Regions from separate parts of the Mus musculus genome. Here regions 1, 2, 4, 5 and 6 are each linked to region 3. A link is a contact called in public HiChIP or PLAC-seq, Micro-C and promoter capture Hi-C data. All regions are on one chromosome and are shown on one strand. The core of a region is the stretch at or near the end of the contact, and the rest is flanking DNA. Distances in the headings are between cores, read along the strand shown. Region 1 has its middle 16 kb from the start of Gm39693. Region 2 holds the start of Ildr2 (immunoglobulin-like domain containing receptor 2). Region 3 holds the start of Creg1 (cellular repressor of E1A-stimulated genes 1). Region 4 holds the start of Adcy10 (adenylate cyclase 10). Region 5 overlaps Gm33224 (a long non-coding RNA gene). Region 6 holds the start of Gpa33 (glycoprotein A33 (transmembrane)).

The links. Promoter capture Hi-C pulls out the DNA fragments that hold promoters and counts their contacts. A called contact is a pair of places that touch in the nucleus more often than the background predicts. HiChIP or PLAC-seq counts read pairs in DNA pulled down with a chosen protein or histone mark.
Region 1: a Micro-C map of the G1E-ER4 cell line shows a contact between it and region 3, with 4 times the contacts expected there. The contact joins the enhancer-like site here to the promoter of Creg1 in region 3. A contact is called at or near these places in 4 of 39 promoter capture datasets (the 3T3-L1 cell line, cranial neural crest, neural stem cells and 1 more), 1 of 15 datasets of contacts at CTCF or cohesin (large pre-B cells), 12 of 484 Hi-C or Micro-C datasets (the AML12 cell line, the C2C12 cell line, CD4 T cells and 6 more), 3 of 115 datasets of contacts at active chromatin or transcription factors (the SCID.adh cell line, embryonic basal ganglia and embryonic stem cells) and 2 of 9 other capture datasets (embryonic stem cells and liver).
Region 2: an H3K4me3 HiChIP or PLAC-seq map of embryonic hindbrain shows a contact between it and region 3, with 5 times the contacts expected there. The contact joins the promoter of Ildr2 here to the promoter of Creg1 in region 3. A contact is called at or near these places in 9 of 39 promoter capture datasets (the 3T3-L1 cell line, cranial neural crest, embryonic stem cells and 6 more), 3 of 484 Hi-C or Micro-C datasets (the HL-1 cell line, embryonic stem cells and liver) and 7 of 115 datasets of contacts at active chromatin or transcription factors (SST interneurons, astrocytes, embryonic basal ganglia and 4 more).
Region 4: a promoter capture Hi-C map of liver shows a contact between it and region 3, with 2.4 times the contacts expected there. The contact joins the promoter of Adcy10 here to the promoter of Creg1 in region 3. A contact is called at or near these places in 3 of 39 promoter capture datasets (liver and pre-B cells) and 2 of 484 Hi-C or Micro-C datasets (liver and myeloid progenitors).
Region 5: a contact with region 3 is called in an H3K4me3 HiChIP or PLAC-seq map of the SCID.adh cell line, with 21 read pairs. The contact joins the enhancer-like site here to the promoter of Creg1 in region 3. A contact is called at or near these places in 4 of 39 promoter capture datasets (the 3T3-L1 cell line, HPC-7-derived erythroid cells, cranial neural crest and 1 more), 1 of 15 datasets of contacts at CTCF or cohesin (large pre-B cells), 17 of 484 Hi-C or Micro-C datasets (the AML12 cell line, the C2C12 cell line, CD4 T cells and 11 more), 20 of 115 datasets of contacts at active chromatin or transcription factors (the NIH/3T3 cell line, the SCID.adh cell line, T-cell acute lymphoblastic leukemia and 16 more) and 4 of 9 other capture datasets (adipose tissue, embryonic tail, embryonic trunk and 1 more).
Region 6: a promoter capture Hi-C map of neural stem cells shows a contact between it and region 3. The contact joins the promoter of Gpa33 here to the promoter of Creg1 in region 3. A contact is called at or near these places in 17 of 39 promoter capture datasets (the 3T3-L1 cell line, the C10 cell line, HPC-7-derived erythroid cells and 13 more), 2 of 15 datasets of contacts at CTCF or cohesin (the NIH/3T3 cell line and embryonic stem cells), 21 of 484 Hi-C or Micro-C datasets (the CH12 cell line, the G1E-ER4 cell line, Th1 cells and 11 more), 28 of 115 datasets of contacts at active chromatin or transcription factors (the HPC-7 cell line, bone marrow-derived dendritic cells, bone marrow-derived macrophages and 16 more) and 3 of 9 other capture datasets (adipose tissue, liver and macrophages).

What each region holds. Positions count from the first base shown.
Region 1 is chr1:166,063,749-166,066,448 of GRCm38.p6, forward strand. No RefSeq gene overlaps it. Among named protein-coding and RNA genes, the nearest start is that of Gm39693, 16 kb to the left of the region's middle. Within about 2 kb of position 1,438, at least 10 of the 459 cell types and tissues checked have an H3K27ac peak or open chromatin away from gene starts, as enhancers often do. A contact at or near this core is called in the G1E-ER4 cell line and second pharyngeal arch cranial neural crest, where this site is marked.
Region 2 is chr1:166,252,692-166,255,391 of GRCm38.p6, forward strand. It overlaps Ildr2 (immunoglobulin-like domain containing receptor 2), which reads left to right and starts at 1,448. Exons shown (of 10, transcript NM_001164528.1): 1 at 1,448-1,775. The coding sequence starts at 1,685.
Region 3 is chr1:165,762,352-165,765,190 of GRCm38.p6, forward strand. Creg1 (cellular repressor of E1A-stimulated genes 1) reads left to right here and starts at 1,407. Exons shown (of 4, transcript NM_011804.3): 1 at 1,407-1,787. The coding sequence starts at 1,434.
Region 4 is chr1:165,483,791-165,486,568 of GRCm38.p6, forward strand. It overlaps Adcy10 (adenylate cyclase 10), which reads left to right and starts at 1,393. Exons shown (of 34, transcript NM_173029.3): 1 at 1,393-1,545.
Region 5 is chr1:166,044,087-166,046,786 of GRCm38.p6, forward strand. Gm33224 (a long non-coding RNA gene) reads right to left here. Exons shown (of 3, transcript XR_865710.2): 3 at 1,366-2,699. Among named protein-coding and RNA genes, the nearest start is that of Gm33224, 3.7 kb to the right of the region's middle. Within about 2 kb of position 1,420, at least 90 of the 459 cell types and tissues checked have an H3K27ac peak or open chromatin away from gene starts, as enhancers often do. A contact at or near this core is called in the AML12 cell line, the C2C12 cell line, the G1E-ER4 cell line and 9 more, where this site is marked.
Region 6 is chr1:166,128,772-166,131,637 of GRCm38.p6, forward strand. It overlaps Gpa33 (glycoprotein A33 (transmembrane)), which reads left to right and starts at 1,450. Exons shown (of 7, transcript NM_021610.2): 1 at 1,450-1,833. The coding sequence starts at 1,791.

The DNA.
Region 1 (2,700 bases), core at 188-2,687, 300 kb after region 3:
TATGTTCAGTGTGTGTGTGCGCGCGCATTTGTCCTGCCCTGGGATTGAACTCAAATTGACGGGTTTGGTAGCAGGTGTCTTTATTCCCTGAGCCATCTCACCAACCTTACCTTGTGATTTAAAATAAAATGCATTCCGAATGAATGAATGAATGAATTATTGTTACATATTTTAATTCAGAGGCCAGGGGCTATGGAGAAGAAGGAGCACACTCCTTGTGTTCCTCTGAGAGAAAAATGAGAGGTTGCTCCAACCTTTGTTTATTCAGTCAAGATGGGTATCATATATGTCCCCACAGTTTGACTCTGCACCCAAGATAAGGACCCTATCTCTCCTGGTTGAGTAAGGAGAACTTCTACATGCCCCTTCAGTATCAGGGACTTTGCCTTGACACATGGTCTTAACCTACTCCCAGAGTAAATATTCTTTGGTTATTGCGATTGTCTACTTCTGAGTTAACCTTAGAATGTTTTGGTCGAAGCTTTTTGGGACAGCTTCTTAGGTGACTAGTAATGAATTGGGAACATAATATACCCACAGAGTAAACACAAAAAAGTTTATTCTATAAATTATTCTTTTCATATGCCATAATTCTACAGTAACTTGCCAAAGAAGAATATAGGGACACAGACGTAGAGCTAAATCAACCCACTGCAGTCATGGATAACTTCATCCAGCAATTTATCTTTAAAATGAATACACATTTTACATTTTGTCCTTTGGAATTGTAGTATTGGCAGGCACACACATATGCAAATGCGCACTGTATTTTATAGCTTTAATTTATATTTCTTTGAAAAATAGATGTTCTACTTATTAACTGTCATAATATTTATGCCCCATTTCTCTGTGGTTATTGGCAAAGTTATTTTCTAAGTAGGGACTGGACCGGTGGCTCAGCGGTTAGGAGCATTCATTCACTAGTCCTGCAGAGGACCGGGGTTTGGTTCCCAGCACTCACACAGGGGCTTCTAACAGCTCAGAGCTTCAGAACCTGACATCTTCTAAATTTCACAGGTCCCAGGCATGTACTCGGTACATATTTATATACACAGGCCAGGACTAACGCATAAAATAAAAACAAAGAAAAAGGAGAAGGAGATCGTAAAAAGCCAACTAGTAACCATTTTGGCTTGGCTGTGCATTCAGCCTGGGTCAAAATCCCTCACATCTGCCTTTGTCGTGTGAAGGCAGAGTAAGGAAATGAATAAATGAGCTGAGTGGGAATAGTTTTCAACAAAACACATAATGACCGGAAGTAGAGAGAGAATTCTGGGAAGCTGGCAAGTCGGGAGTCTGTGTCCTCACCCAGACAACAATTACTCTGGAAGAGTCTGTCCTATGAAACTATTTGGAAAGTCTGGAGTGCGTTGAAGGGGAGGCTTGAACATTAAATTGCAGTCAATTTTGCTCAATTTCAGCTCTTAGCTCAGAAGCTGCTACCATCCCCCACCTCCCAGCCCGGCGGCAGGCAGCTTTGAATGTGCCCCTGCAGCAAATGGTGTCTACCTGGTCTGAGGCTCAGAAGGAAAAAAGGCTCTTGCCTTCCCATCTCTTGGATCTCGGCTCATAATCACTGACTGCCGATTCTGATCACAGAAGCCCAGAGAGTTCTAGCCATGGTTGCTGCACCCACCACAACGCGCCGTGAGTCTTCACTCCTGCCAGGGGAGATTTTCAAAAGATTCAGAAAAGCCAAGAGCTCCAACTCCTTCCTTCTTGTCTTCTCGACCTCTTTGAAGCCAAATTAAAGACGAAGACATTTGTGAATAACTGACTGGACAAAAGTATGAAGTGGGCGTGGTAACCAGGGAAAAACAGGCTCTGAGAAGGAAGACACAGGGGGACTTTTACACGTCAGGATGCTCCTTGTTATAGTGATGGCCTACAAGGATGCTTTGTTTTATTCTTTTGTGGTGAGATCTGATGTATCGTCAGGCTGGCCTCCAATTCATAATGTATCTGCGGAGGACCTTGCATTCCCCTACCTCTACTGGTTCAGTTCTGAGATGACAGGCCTGTGCCACCAAACCTGGTTTATGCAGGTACTGGGGGCTGAAACTAAAGCCTTCTGCATGGCAGGCAAGCATCTTACGTACTGAACTAAATATATTAAGACTTCCCAAACAATAATTTTAAAAAATTAGAAAACTCTTGAGGAGAGAGAGAGTGATGGTTTATATATGCTTGGCCCAGGGAGCTGCCTGGAAGTCAGTCTTTCACTAGCAGCCTTCAGATGAAGATGTAGAACTCTCAGCTCCTCCTGCACCATGCCTGCCTGGATGCTGCCATGCTCCCACCTTGATGATAATGGACTGAACCTTTGAACCTGTAAGCCAACCCCAATTAAATGTTGTCCTTTATAAGACTTGCCTTGGTCATAGTGTCTATTCACAGCAGTAAAACCCTAATGGAGACAGAAGTTGGTACCAAGGACAAGGGTATTACTGTGATAGGCCTGACCATGCATTTGTTTGGAAGAATGTGGATTTTAGGACTTTGGATTTGGAAAGCAGTAATGCTTTAACTGGGGCTTAATGGACCATCCTAGTAGGAATATGAAAGACTTTGTTGATGAGAGTGATTTGAACGGTGCAGACCTGGCCCAAGAAGTTTCAATATGTGACCTAGCGATTGCTTTTGTGGGATTTTGGTGAAGAATGTGGCTGCTTTTTGCACTTGTATGAAGAGTCTAGCTGA
Region 2 (2,700 bases), core at 198-2,697, 490 kb after region 3:
GGACTGCAGCTCAGATCACACCCCTGAGCAGGGTGGCCACCCAGCCTCCAACCACCACACCTGGCCCCGGCCCCTGATGCTGCTGCTACCTCCGGGCAAAACTGATTGTCCGGTGTGCCTGCCTCTTGCACTACTTTATCCAGATTCAGAAACCTACCTGTTAAGAGGTCACCCTGGCCATACTGGGGCCAGGGGCCTCTCCTCCAGCTTTGGTGGTTAGGAGGTGACTAGACTTTCTGGCTTCTGTATTTGGAACTGTCCAGATATGCAAAAAGAAGGCAAGTGGTGGCAAAAGGCCACCATTGAGCTTCCTCCTGATTCTGCATGTCCCCATATATACATCACCCCTGCTTTCACATGCATACATTCTTAGGGTGAAGGATTTCTGTTTCCGAGTTCACGGGCATTTTTCGGTCCTTCGGAGTTCTTTCTCCCTTCCTCTAGACAGAATATGGGTGTCTGCTTCCTTACTGCCACCAACCCTCAACAAGCCCAAATCTTGTCCCATCTTTCAAGTGTTAACACAGATGTCTCCTTTATTGTGGTCATCAGCCCCACCCCTGGGACTAACTTGTTCTTTCCTGAGTCCACCTGCCCCTTCCCTATCTCTTCTACAATGACATCAACCGGCATATTTTTTACAATGACTATGCATTATGCCTCTAAAGGTCTGGCCTTTCTTCCTCTCCTGGACCCAGGATATGGCTCCTCAAGGGACACCATTCTCATCCTGTAGCCTTAATGCTTAGAGCCTAGGAGAGCCTTAGTATATATTTGCTAACCCAAACATTCGTTTCTCAGTGCTTTCTCAACGTATTGTGAGTCCTTTCCAATAGACAGGAGACAACTCCATTTTAAAAGTGGGCATAGCCCATGGAAATGTACGCTGCAAATGGAGAATGTATAGGTGTAGTCTCCCTCTCCCTCCCCCTCCCCCTCCCCCTCCCCCTCCCCCTCCCCCTCCCATTCTCTCTCTCCCTCTCTCTCTCTCTCTGCTCATTTTCTGTTAAAAAGGCCACATACGTTTTAACAGAAAAAAGATTTTTGCCTAAAGGGTTTCTCCCCTATGGATCCTAATTTGGTTGGGGCCTCTTGGTTCGTTGAACCAGATGCACCAGCCAGGGCACAACAAAAACAAACAAACAAACAAACAAACAAACACCACACAGGTCTAAGCCCCAGGAGAAGTTATGCCAAGTCCTTGTAGCCTTTCTGTCCCTGACACCCAGTACAGGTGCAAGGAAACATCGAGTCCCAGCCTGCTTGGTGGCTCAAGTAGAGCTTGAGTCGCAGCCCCCGCCACATGGTCCGCCCTCTGGGGTGGACTTCGCTGCTAGGCTCTGACCTCCCAGCCCCGGGAGACGGCACGTGACCGAGAAACTTTGGCGGGCGGTGTTGGCGCGGGCGGCGGCGCGGCGATCGAGCTCCCCCGCGCGGCGAGCTCTGCTGCGGGGAGGCGCTCGCCGGTGCCGCGCAGCCTGTGCGTGCGGGAACGGCCCCCGCAGCCCAATCGGACTCTAGAGCCAGCGGCAGCGCGCCTCTCGCAGGCGGCGGCGTCCAGCGCCCGGGGCCGGGCTGCGCGGCCAGCCCCGAGGGCTGCGGCGCCAGGGACGCGCGGGGCCCGCGCTCCGCCGCCGCCGCCGCCTGCTGCTGCGAGGTCATCCGGATCTTATCGTGCCAGCTGATGCCCGCTTTTCCCACTCTGGATCTGGATGGGAAGTTGGGGAAGATGGATAGGGTCGTGTTGGGGTGGACCGCTGTCTTCTGGTTAACAGGTAAGAGTCGTTTGCCACAGCTACGGATAACTTTAAATGTATTCCTACAGTGGTGGTGTTCCACTCCACCTTCGTTTTCCTCCTTTTTGACAGTGTTAAAGCTGCTTAGCCTGTGGTGTGTGTGTGTGTGTGTGTGTGTGTGTATGATGGGGGAGGCAAGGGAGAATGCCGGATTGCGAAGGAGCTGGATGGAGATGCAGGTGTTTGACTCACTAGCGCTATGAGGCTGTTCTTAGGAGGTATATTTCCCCTCCAGACAATGATTCTTCCTCCTTCTTTCTCTGAGTTTGTTAGGCTCCGAGTCCTGGGCAAAGCCTGGGGAAAGGGGTTGATTCATTAACAGCTCTGGTTTTCTGGAGGCAGGGTTTGGGAGGTGGGTAGGGGAGTGTCTCCCTAGCTACTTCCACAGAAGAGGAGGGAGACCCAGGAACATTCGCTGGGGCTCTCTGGCTGTAGGGGGAAAGGTTTAGGAAGATGAAGAACAGCTTGATTGGCCTGGAATTTAAGGCCCTATCAGTCTTACTGGAGCCATTTGGAGAAGATAAAAGACAACCCTGTAATAGATCGACGCCCCCCCCCCCAACAACGTTAATTTGTATGGAGGTTCAGAGGTAACTTTGGCGGTGCTTGTAGCGCACCTCTTCTCCTTTTGTGAACTTTCTTCCCATCGTCTGGTGCTAGGAGAAGCCCTGTGTGTAACACTGTACAATTCAGCAATTCTGGGTTAAGGAACAAGTGGCGCTGGGGTGGCCACCTCAGATTCAGAGTAGCCCGCTGAAGGCAAAATGGGGCAGGGGGAGGAGGCTTTGGATGGCTGGGGGTGGGCCAGAGGCAACCAAAGAGACAGTGGAGAAGACAGAATAAGGTGTCGAAGGGTCATGATGATAGGATCGGGTCAGTCGCAGGCAGAAGAGAGCAAATGGCT
Region 3 (2,839 bases), core at 157-2,656:
AACCTCAACACACGTGAATGGGAGAGAGAGAGAGAGAGAGAGAGAGAGAGAGAGAGAGAGGCAGAGACAGAGAGAGAGACAGAGAGACAGACAGAGATCAGGAGAAAGACAGAGTAGTGGGCCAGATTGGGGTGGGGGGCTAGCTAGAGGCAGACCTCAGAATATCTTTCCAGAAATCTCCTTTAGGAGTCTCACACCAGTCCCTAGAATAGAGGCTAAGCCTGATTTTTATATCATTTTAGAGGTGTCAGGAAGTTTCACATCCCATGATTTAGTTCATCCTGGCCTACATGACAGGGAGCTGGGTGCCACAGACTAAGAGGAGCTGCCAAGGAGCTGAAGGGGTCTGCAACCCTATAGGTGGAACAACAACATGAACTAACCAGTACCCCCAGAGATCGTGTCTCTAGCTGCATATGTAGCAGAAGATAGCCTAGTCGGCCATCATTGGGAAGAAAGGCCCCTTGGTCTTGCAAACTTTATATGCCCCAGTACAGGGGAACACCAGGGCCAAGAAGTAGGAGTGGGTGGGTAGGGGAGGGGGGGGTACAGGGGACTTTCGGGATAGCATTTGAAATGTAAATGAAGAAAATACCTAATATTTTTTTAAGAAAGAAAAAAGAGTAGCGGCTAAGCACGGACTGCTTCATAACTCTGTTAGGAAGAGAGAGAGCTGCAGAGAGGTGTGGCCTGATTCAGACTATAGGATGGGTGGGGCTTAAAAGATTCTAACAGTGGCCACAGTTTTAAAACGACGCAAACACGTTTGCATACATTTTCTAACTCCCTAGGGTAGCAGAATGAAAATCCTCCACGGGCTTGGAGGATCTGCCAGAATAAATGCATGAAACCACGAATTTAACCGAGCTAGATGACTTGACAGGTCTCAAATGGACAAGGTCAAAGTCTTGAGTGGGATACCGAAAACTAACAAAGTGGCTTTATCTGAAGACTCTTCTGGGCCAGGAATTTTTAAGTTCCTGCATGTCGGTATTTCTGTACTGTACTACATATAGGCTTGCTTGCTAACAGTCAGTAAACAGAAAAGAGCACACAGAAAACTCACGTTCTCTTAGATGCCAGGCAAGCATACTCAAAGACATTAAAAAGGAGGTGTGTGCGTGCATGCAGGCAGCTTTTTTCTAGCACTGTGACTTAGGAAGTTGCTTAATTTCTTCTAGACCTCATTTATCTGTCTGTAAATCAAACAAGCAAAACAAATATCTCTTTAGGGCAAATTCGCACTCTTCACAGAGCAGATCACAGGACACGGTGAACAGACCATATGCTTCTGGAAACTGGGTTGCACTGGAGCCACGCCCCCTCTTGCCTGCTCATCTCTGATTGGCTTTCTCGGAGGGGCGGAACAACGGGCAGGCAATAGTTACCCCGGCAGAGTTTGGTCGGTGGGCAGGGACTCCGCAGTCAGCGTCATGGCTGCCCGTGCTCCTGAGCTCGCGCGTTCCCTGCTTGCTGCCCTTCTGGCGCCCGCGCTGGTGGCACTACTGGTGTCGCCGGCCTCGGGTCGCGGAGGCCGGGACCACGGGGACTGGGACGTGGACAGGCGATTGCCTCCGCTGCCACCCCGCGAAGACGGGCCGCGCGTGGCCCGCTTCGTGACTCACGTCTCAGACTGGGGCTCGCTGGCCACTATCTCCACAATAAAGGAGGTGCGCGGCTGGCCCTTCGCGGACATCATCTCAATCAGTGACGGTCCTCCGGGAGAAGGCACGGGCGAGCCCTACATGTACCTGAGTCCACTGCAGCAAGCCGTGAGCGACCTGCAGGTGAGCGGGAGCGCGGCGCGGTTTCCCAGACCCGGCAGAGCAGGAAACCAGCGTCTCCAGTTTAGCTCGCTGGGGAGAGCGTGGGTCTTAGAGATAAGACTTTTGAACCCAGCTCACATGACTGTCTCTTCTGGCCTGCGCTGGCTAGGCGGAGGTTGTAGCATCCCAGATGTTGGGGAACTACCAGGAAGTTCCTACTTACCCTGTTACTGGTCTAAGCGCTTGGGGTAAATTCTTTGCCAGTACCTGGAGCACTTCACACCCTTCAGATAGTCAGGCGTCCTCTTTAGGCGCTGTCTCTGCATAAACTGCACTCTTGTGATCTAAAGGCATACAGATTGTTGGATAGTTTAGCGTTTGGCTTATGTGACTTCGGAGATTCTCTTCCCTACCTTTACCTATCAGCAGTGGGAAACTACTACACAGCATTATAGTTGACTGCGGACCTGGCTCTGCTTACAGCTCAGGTGGAAACAGCCTGGGAGGGAAAGGCCACACAGGAGCCCAGAAATGAAGCCTGACTCGGTGGAGGGTCTGTGGCAAAACTGAGAAAGCTTGGTGTCGTGGTAAACAGTGAGCCAAGAGACGCCGACGCTTTAACCAAGCCCTTGCCATGGTATGTGCCTAGGGCTTTTCGGTTCCACCTGTTTTCATTCATTGTCTCTTGTAGTAACTCTTAGAAACAGGCATGGCTATTCCGGGTTTACAGATGAAGACATGAGGTTAAGTAATTTGCGCAAAGCCAGGGGGCCAACCCTAGTTCACCTCAGACCCACTTGTCTTCAAAGCACAGGCCACAGGACTGGGACCCATGTGCTAGAATAGAAGAGACCCGTTTTCTTCAGCCTCCACAGAGTTCTGTATTGTTCTAAACAAATTTAAATTAGCTACTGCCTTTTAAAACTGCAATCCTAGGGGCTAGGGAAATAGCCCAGTTGGTAAAATACTTGCCATGTAGGCGCGAGGACCTGTATTTGGTCCTCAGTACCCATCTTGACAGCTTGCACGCACATGTGATCCTACACTGGCTCAACGGCTTGCACACACTTGCA
Region 4 (2,778 bases), core at 143-2,642, 280 kb before region 3:
CAGTAAATTTAATTACTAGAATTGGCTATAAGAATATTCACATATATTTTCAGTTTTTTGTTTAAGTTTTAAATATATGCCCTGTCTTAGGGTTTCTGTTGCTGCCATGAAACACCAAAAGCAGAGTTGGGGAAGAAAGGGTTTGACCTCGCACTTCGATATTCCACATCATAGTCTATCATTGAAGTTGGGACTCAAACAGGGCAGGAGCCTGGAGGCAGGAGCTGATGCAGGGCCATGGGGCTGCATTCTCTCCTGCTCAACCTTCTTTCCTATAGCACTCAGGACCACCTGTCGAAGGGTGGGCCCACCACAGCAGCTGAGTCCACCCACATCAATCTCTAAGAAAAGGCCTCACAAGCTCACCTACACCCCAGCCAAATAGAGGCCTTCTCTCAGCTGAGGCTCCCACCTCTGATGACTCTACCTTGTGTCAAGTTGGCATAAAACTAGCCAGGACAGCTCCTTTAAAACATACTTTGACAGTGTCCCACTGGATTGTGAAAACTTAAATTCTTACTCATAAGGCCTCAGATTTTAACTGACCTTTGCGTAAATTTATAAGTAGACACATTAAAACCAGACGTATATTCAAAAACAGATGTATAATTTGTCAAAATTTTACCTCACAAGTAGTAAATTCATTAAAACTGGTAAAATTCATGGCCCTGATAGTGTGGTCACTACAATAGTGCTCCTTTGTTTATCCACCAGCCCTGGCAGCACCTGGAAGATAGTACCAAACGCTGAGGTGCTGCTGGTTGTCTGTAGACATCTATGCCAGTTTTTTAATGAAGTATAGTAAGAAATTAATAACAACAGTAATAAGATAAGACAATTGTAGCAAAATGCTGACAAGTCTGCCATACAAGTCATTTATACAGAGTGACTACACTGGACAGGAGGATGATTCGTGTCCCAGAGAGGACAGTGAGAGACTTCATTATGCTGCTGAACACTGTAATTCCAAAAAGAAAGAGTATTGCTGTAATTTTCCATTCATGTTTTCAGACCAAAGTTGATCAGTGGTAACTTAGCTTGCGTAACAAAACCAAAGACATGGCGAAACTACTGTATTGACTAAACTTGGGTGCTTGCTTAAGAGACTTTTCTTTTGATAATAGTCACCTATCAACTGTGACCTAATTTCAGTCACCCTCCACATGGTCAAGGAAAGAGATGTGTAAACGATGGGGTTATTTCACTCTCTCCAACTGTCTCACATGTCCAGACATGAGAACCTGAGATTGAGCCAAGCCAGTCTTCCAAGAGCAGTAGACCACTCAGTGTTGGGGGAGGGGTACGGTGATGCCAGCCAATCAGAAGCACAGCCAGTGCGCGTGAAACAATGAACTTCTGATGAGGGTGTGGCCTGGAAAACGGCTTTTTGACAAAACTGTCATTTGATGGGTCAGGTATGGACAGACATGGCACTTCTGCTGTCTTCAGAATAATAACACCAGACCCCTTTCCTGTTCTCTGCATTCCTGAAAGATCTAGTCCCTAATCTAGGCTCGAGCTTCTCCACAGTCTTGGAGAACAGAGGTACGTGGGAAGTAGGAGTTTCAGTAGAAGAAATAGCAGAGCTAGAAGGAAAACGACCATCTAGTGTCACAGCTAATAGACTTGAGAGGAGAGTGGTTGGCAAGTTCAGGGTTTATTTCTGCCAGCCTTTTAGGTTAGATTAGAAGCTTAAATGTGACCCTGTCCTGTTTGTCTTGGATATCATATATTTCTAGCTTGTCCTGTTTGCTTTCATCAGTCAAATAGTAAGTGCCTATCATATGAAGGTGCTAGAAAGGTGCTGTGGAAGAAAGAAAGACTAATAATGTGATCTCTAAAGAGGGGGTTTACAGTTCAGAGGGAGACAGTGTAAACAGGCCAAGAAGAGACTGACAGAAAATAAGTCACAAAAGTGTATAGACACTAAAAACCATGAAGAATGCAGAAGAGGAGTTGACAGAGTGATCAAGCAAGCTTTGGTGATACCGTTCCTTTTCAACCCCCCAGCCCCAACCCCCATTGTCCTCTTCTTAAAGAAGACTACATTATTGATGAAAAACTGAGCATAAGTCAAAAACTAGTAGGAAACTCTACAAGAGATGATGATGGACATGGTTGTGATCGGTCCTAACATATCCATAATCTTCGCATCCTGTTACTGCTCAGTTTTCCCATGACATCAGAAGGTGTGCTTGGATTCAGCCAGGAAGGATGCTTGCTGTACCTTCACATCCTCACTTGTTCTTTTGTTTGGGGTGGGGGTGGGGAATCCTCATTCCTAGTTATATTCCCACAGGCTCACACATTCTGCTTGACTGTGAGAGAATTGGCAAGGTGCCATCCACATGCCCTCCAGATGAGAGGATTAAACACACCTTTTCTGTAGATTTGGACATCCCCAATGTGTCAGTCTTACATGAAATGCTTCATCTAAGGTGCCTGAGGGAGCCGGGCATGGTGGCATCCCACCATCTGAGAGGAAGGGTCAGGTAGACCTCTGTGAGTTCAAAGTCTACACAGTGAGTCCCAAAACAACCTGTGAAGTGCTTAAATTGTAACTAAGCCGTGGGTGTATCTGTGGAGAGTATCTCTGCCACTACCATTTATTATGTTGCAGAACTTACAGAAAATTCTTCTAAAATGGAATTTGTCTATTTTACTCTTAAGAAGACTCATAAGAAAAACTCCCAGCTATTTACTTTAGATATCCTTGCCTTTTAGACTCATGGACAAATCAGGTTTCCCATGGATTGGGATACTCCTGTTCACCCTAGC
Region 5 (2,700 bases), core at 170-2,669, 280 kb after region 3:
GATGCAGCTTTTGTCTCCCACATACTCTCAGCATAAAACCCTGGTCCAAGCACACACAAACCAAACGCCCACAGTTGAATGGTTCAGTGAGTGAATTAATGAAAATTATCACTGAAACAGCATCTCAACCTTGCTTCTTACAAATAAAATATAATTTAATCTCAAAACATTACATTTACTTCGTGTATATGTAAGGGGGTGGGGTGGGGGTGGGGAGATTACATACTCAGACCATGAGCAAGCTTGTGTGAGCCCCAGAGATCAGACGAAGGTCGTCTGCCTTGGTGGCAAACACTTCTACCCACTGAGCTATCTAGCTGGCACCTATATCATTTTTCAGTGACAGCATCCTTAATGTGGCCCTCCCCAGAAAAAAAGTCTTCATTTTTTAATCTACACTATTAATACTTCACATTTTTTAAAACGGTTTCTTTCAGGATCTTTTAGATTGATAGGAAATAACTGAAAGCACTGTTGAGTTTCCCTACGCCGGCCCAATTTCCCCTCTAGTTGACATTTTACATTTGCCACAATGAATGACCCAGTTCTAATACATTTTTATTAATAAAAGTCCACACTCTCCCCACGATCTCTTTGGGTTTCCTGTTTTCCCAGCGTAGCCTTTGCTGCCCCAGGTCCCTCCCTGTTCCAGCATGCTGTGTTTAGTTGCTACATCTCCTTGGCTTCTCTTGGTTGTGGTGGTTTCTCTCTAAGATCTGAAAAAGTCCCATTTGGGGGGCGTGGGGGGTTGTTCAGGTCAGCCTCCTCCATGACCCTAGCCAGCTGTCATTTTCCTGGAAGGGACTCTTGGATGCAGCTGAGGAAGGTTAAAGGGGGCACAGAATGGGCTGATGGACAGGCTTGAATGAAATTCATTGCTCTTGGCCTTCTAATGAGGTGCATGGCCAATGGCCTTGGGAGGATGCAGCCTCGGAAATACAGCAGAGTCTAACAATCTAGGAAACACAGCACAGTCTAAACCGTGACACACCAGGGACGGGCCATCTGCTTGGGCAGATTTTGGTGGCTTCTCTCAGTAGTCTTGTTAGGCCTGAGCAAGCCAGGGGCAGTGACCTCTCTTCTTGCCATTCACTGACTTTGCTTTCCTCTGGAACCAAATGCTTGCAATCCAGCGTCAGTCGATCCATCTCGTAGGTATACATCCAGGGGATCGAAACTCACACCCCATCATGCTCTCTGGCCACATCACATCAGAGGACGACCCACTGGCAGTGCAGGTGCCCTTTCCATTTCCATTTCCCCTTCCCTCTCTCCCCTCCTCCCCCCATCCCCAGTTCCTTTTCTAACTCTTGAGCAGGAGAGGGAAGGGCAGGATGGGTGGGAGTTTTAACTGTTACCTCTGGCCTAGTTCTTTCATCTCTTAAGCTAAATTCCAAAGGGGTAATTGTATTAGTCATCCCCAAATCCAGCCTTCTCAGAGAGCGCAGCCTGTGAGCTCCCCCTCTCTCCTTCTTTCAGGGGGTTGGAGAAGTGCAGTTTATAAAAGCCCCACTTCTAAGTCCCCAATCTGCACTTTCTGGAAGCTTTCCGGAGAGCAGCCATCCTAGCGGACCCCAAGCTGCACAGACTTGGACACTACATAACCTTTCTTTTCCCCAGCCCCCCACCTCCTTCTTCCTTGCAGCCAATTAAAGACAGACAGCACGCTGCCCCGCTGCTGAGGCTCTAACCGAAGGAGCAAGAGGAGTCTGGTGGGAGGGAGCTCCTGCTGAGAATGGGGCCCAGGCCCTGGGCTAGGCAGGATGGAATGTGCCGTGGGATTTAGGAAAGCTGTGGCTGGATATGAGACTCTGACAGCCAAAATGCACACAGCACTGGTGATTAAAACTAACAAGAACACTTGCCAATTTCCCTACAAGTTTGTCCTTTCTCCAGAGTAGTTTTGACAGTGGACAGGACACGAGGCATTTTTCTATGGCCACTCACTTCGTCATCTTATGTGGCTCCTACACCCAAGTAAATATTGAGATGTTTGAAGAAGTTACCATCCGCCTGTGAGGAATTTTTCTCCTTTTGCAAGGAAACCCACAGCCCAATCCAGTCCATGATCTCCTTCTGCTACTGTTTTGCTGGGCGCTTATAGATAGAAACCAGAACTTTCTTGTTATGTGTTCCTTTGCTATTTGGATAAAGTTTTTTTTTTTGTTGTTGTTTTTTTTAAAGAAAAAAAAAAGGACAACCACCCCTTTGTCATTTGTTACTCTTTCTGTGTTGATAGATCTTAAGAATGTATTTTCTGGACTGGTAGGACGACTCAGTGGTTAGGGGTGTGGGTGCTTGTAGCCAAGCCTGAAAAACAGCAAGCTGGTCTTAGCCAGTGCTCTGTAATATGAAAACAGAAAAAGAAGATTTAATTTAAGGTAACCACATCAGGAAGAAAAACAAGGGAGTCCAGGAACCTCCAAGTCCAAGACCTCCCTCTGAGATCCTGACAGAAGCATAGGAGAGGAGATAGGGCATGAGTAACCTGGTCACCTGGTCAAGCTGTGGTCCCCCACTCTTGTCTCAGCTCCTCCAGTCTCCCTTGCAAGGTGGTCCAGGAAGATGCCGGACTGAGATCTCTTCCTAGAAGACAAGTCTCTCCTGCTGCCGCAGGACTTCATCCTTTCCCTTCTCCCAGCCTGGGGCTCTCGGAGACATGTCAAGACTCTGCATTCCAATGGTCTGATACCTAAGGGC
Region 6 (2,866 bases), core at 200-2,699, 370 kb after region 3:
CAGTTTATTAGGAGGCATTAGACAGAGACTAAATATAGCTGAAGTGTAAGAGTGGAGTTCCTGCCCTAGAAGAGACTCAGAGCGCTGCACTGAATCTCAAGAAGGAGCAAGTTCTGAGCTGCGAAGCCAGGGAAGGCTTCGTGGGAGACATGATGTAGGAGCAGGCCTTTAAAGGATAAGCTGGATAAAATATAATGGGTATAATAGTGGGGAGGGGCTGCCGAGAGAGCACAGTGCACAGTCCTGCAGCAGGAAAGAACGAGCCGCAGCCGGCTAGATGTCTAAGTAGAGACAGAACAGAGGTTACACACCCTGGAAGATAACTCTTAAAAGGGAAGGGACGTTGAAGAGTGAATCCTAGCACACCTTACAGGACAATTTAAGGAGCAGATGGACGTCCGTTCATTTCTTAAGGGCTGCAGAGTCAGCAAGAGAGCCAGAGTAGAGACCCAGCATCAGGGGGTCTGTCCTGAGTAAGATAACCTGACGACAGTGTCCAGAAACTGGAAAATCATCATATACAGTAGGAGAAGGCTAAACTGTGACTAAGCAAAGTGTAACAGGTGAAAAGCAATAAGTTTGTAAGCCAACTAAACCTGGTAGTTAGAAAAGATCACTGTACACAGGGAATTTGTAATACAAGGCAACACCTGGGAAAGCATTTATAGTAATCACTTTATCAAAAGTGAGTTTCCCAAGAACACAAAGACACTCTAGAAACCAGGAAGCCCAAGACCAATAACTATGTAGAAATATGAACAAACTTGGAAAAGGTAACACGTGGTGTGATATTATTCATTACCTATTAAGCAGAACATAGTAGTGCTGTATGTATGAATGCAAAAAAACTCTAAGGTATTTTATTAAATAAAAATATTTAAATGACATAATATCATTTGTACATATTCTATAATGTAGAGTATCTATGGCAGAGCCTGATCAGATAGCTCTCCCGGAGAGCTATTTCCTATAGATATTCTTGGCTGTACTGAAACTGACTCTGCAGACCAGGCTGACCTCAAACTCACAGAGATCTGCCTGCCTCTGCCTCCTGAGTGCTGGGATGAAAGGTGTTTCGGTTCACCTCTTACATTTATTCGAAGGTAACAAACATCTCAGTTGTTTTGGGACTGTGAGGTTTCAGGGCTCCCAGGTTACAAGACTATGGTGTTAGAAACTGAGAGGAAGAACTAAGATACATTGTCATCTTGGTTTCTTGTGTATCTGCTACTTTCCCAAGCCGGGTACCAATTCTGAACACAGGAACTTCCTGTGTCCTCCGAGACCACATTTCTGTCCCAGTGTGGGAGTCAGAGAAGAGAGGAAGGGCAAAGAAAAAGACAATGCCGGGTCTTAATGTGCCTCAGCAAGTGTGGGCAACACCCTGCTTTTACTAGCTTTCACTTCTGAGCTCGCTCCCTTTTTATTACACAGCAACAACATCCCATCAGTTATGAGAGGTCCACACCTTCTGAGAAGCACAGGACTTTGCACTCCTGCTGAAGAGGGAGAAGGCAGGAAGATGGCTGGCTCCAGGAAGGAAGAAGACTCTTGTTGGGGCCTTTCATAGAGTAGGTGGAGCAGGGGCCTCACCCCATAGGTGAGCTCACCTGCCAGTCCGTTGACTGGGTGGGGCATGTGGGCCCAGTCTGGCCCAGGTGAGCTGGAGGAGAGTCACAGGGACTACAGGCTGAACCAGGCCAGAGGCCATAGCTTTAACCAGACAGCCCAGACCTGTCCAGTGCCCTGCCAGTTCCAGACTGGGCTTGTGTCGGGAAAGGAGCCAGACCATGTTGGGGAAGGCAGGATCTGTGGTGTGGATGTTCTGTGCAAGTGAGTACGCCCCTCTGCTGCCAGCTCTGGGGAATGGGTGGGGTGTGTGACCGACTGCTGAAGCAGAGGCAGTCCTAGTGTCCCTCACTTCCCCTGGTCCCAGCAGTGCTCTGTCCCACTGAGCAGAGCTATACATTCTACTGTTTGGTGGGGGCAGTTTGTAGGCCTGGTCCTAAATCAACACAGTCCTTGTCTCCGTTAGCTCCCAAACAACCCCCAGTCCATTGTTGAAATGAGAAACTCAAAGGGTTAGACACAGTATTTGAAATTAAGGATTGCTCTCAAAAACGCCAGGGTGTGGATCTAGATAGATTTACTGCCTAGGGCAGTGGTTCTCAACCTTTCTAATGTGCTGAGCCTTTAATATAGTTCTGCATGTTGTGGTGACCCCCTAACCTTAAAATTGTCATTGTTGTTTCATAACTGCAAATTTGCTACTGTTATGACTCGTAATGTAAATATCTGTGTTTTCTGACGATCTTAAAGGACCCTGTGGGGGGGGGGGGGTAAACCATTCCATCTCCCAAGGGGTGGCGACCCACAGGTTGAGAACCATTGATCTAGGTTTTGGTTTTGGTTTTCCAGTCTTTTTAAAATTAGAAAAAGACACGACCATAAACATGTTAGCACCTATGTCACCCACAGGAAACTTAAAGAGGAAAAAATTTCCTCGATATCCTGCATAGAGCCACAAGCTGGAAAGCAGGCTTCCACAGGCCGGTGCTCCCTGTGTTCCCTGCCTGGCAGAGAACCCCTCCTCCCACCTCTCAAAGCAGCATCAGATGGGTTTGCGGCGGAATAGAAACTAAGTGTTAAATAGCAAAGCAGTTGTGTGGAGAAGGGCAGGGTGCCTGAGGGTGTCTGCATACCGGGGGTCAGGAACGCTGAGAGGAGTTTAGTTCAGAGACCCTAGTTCAGTGTCTTTGTCCAGCAGCTTGCTTCCAGGATCTGGGAACCACCGGGAGGAAGTGAGAGCTGAACAGGAAATTCAGGAGCCCCGAGGAGGCTTTGGTTAGCACACTGTTCAATACAC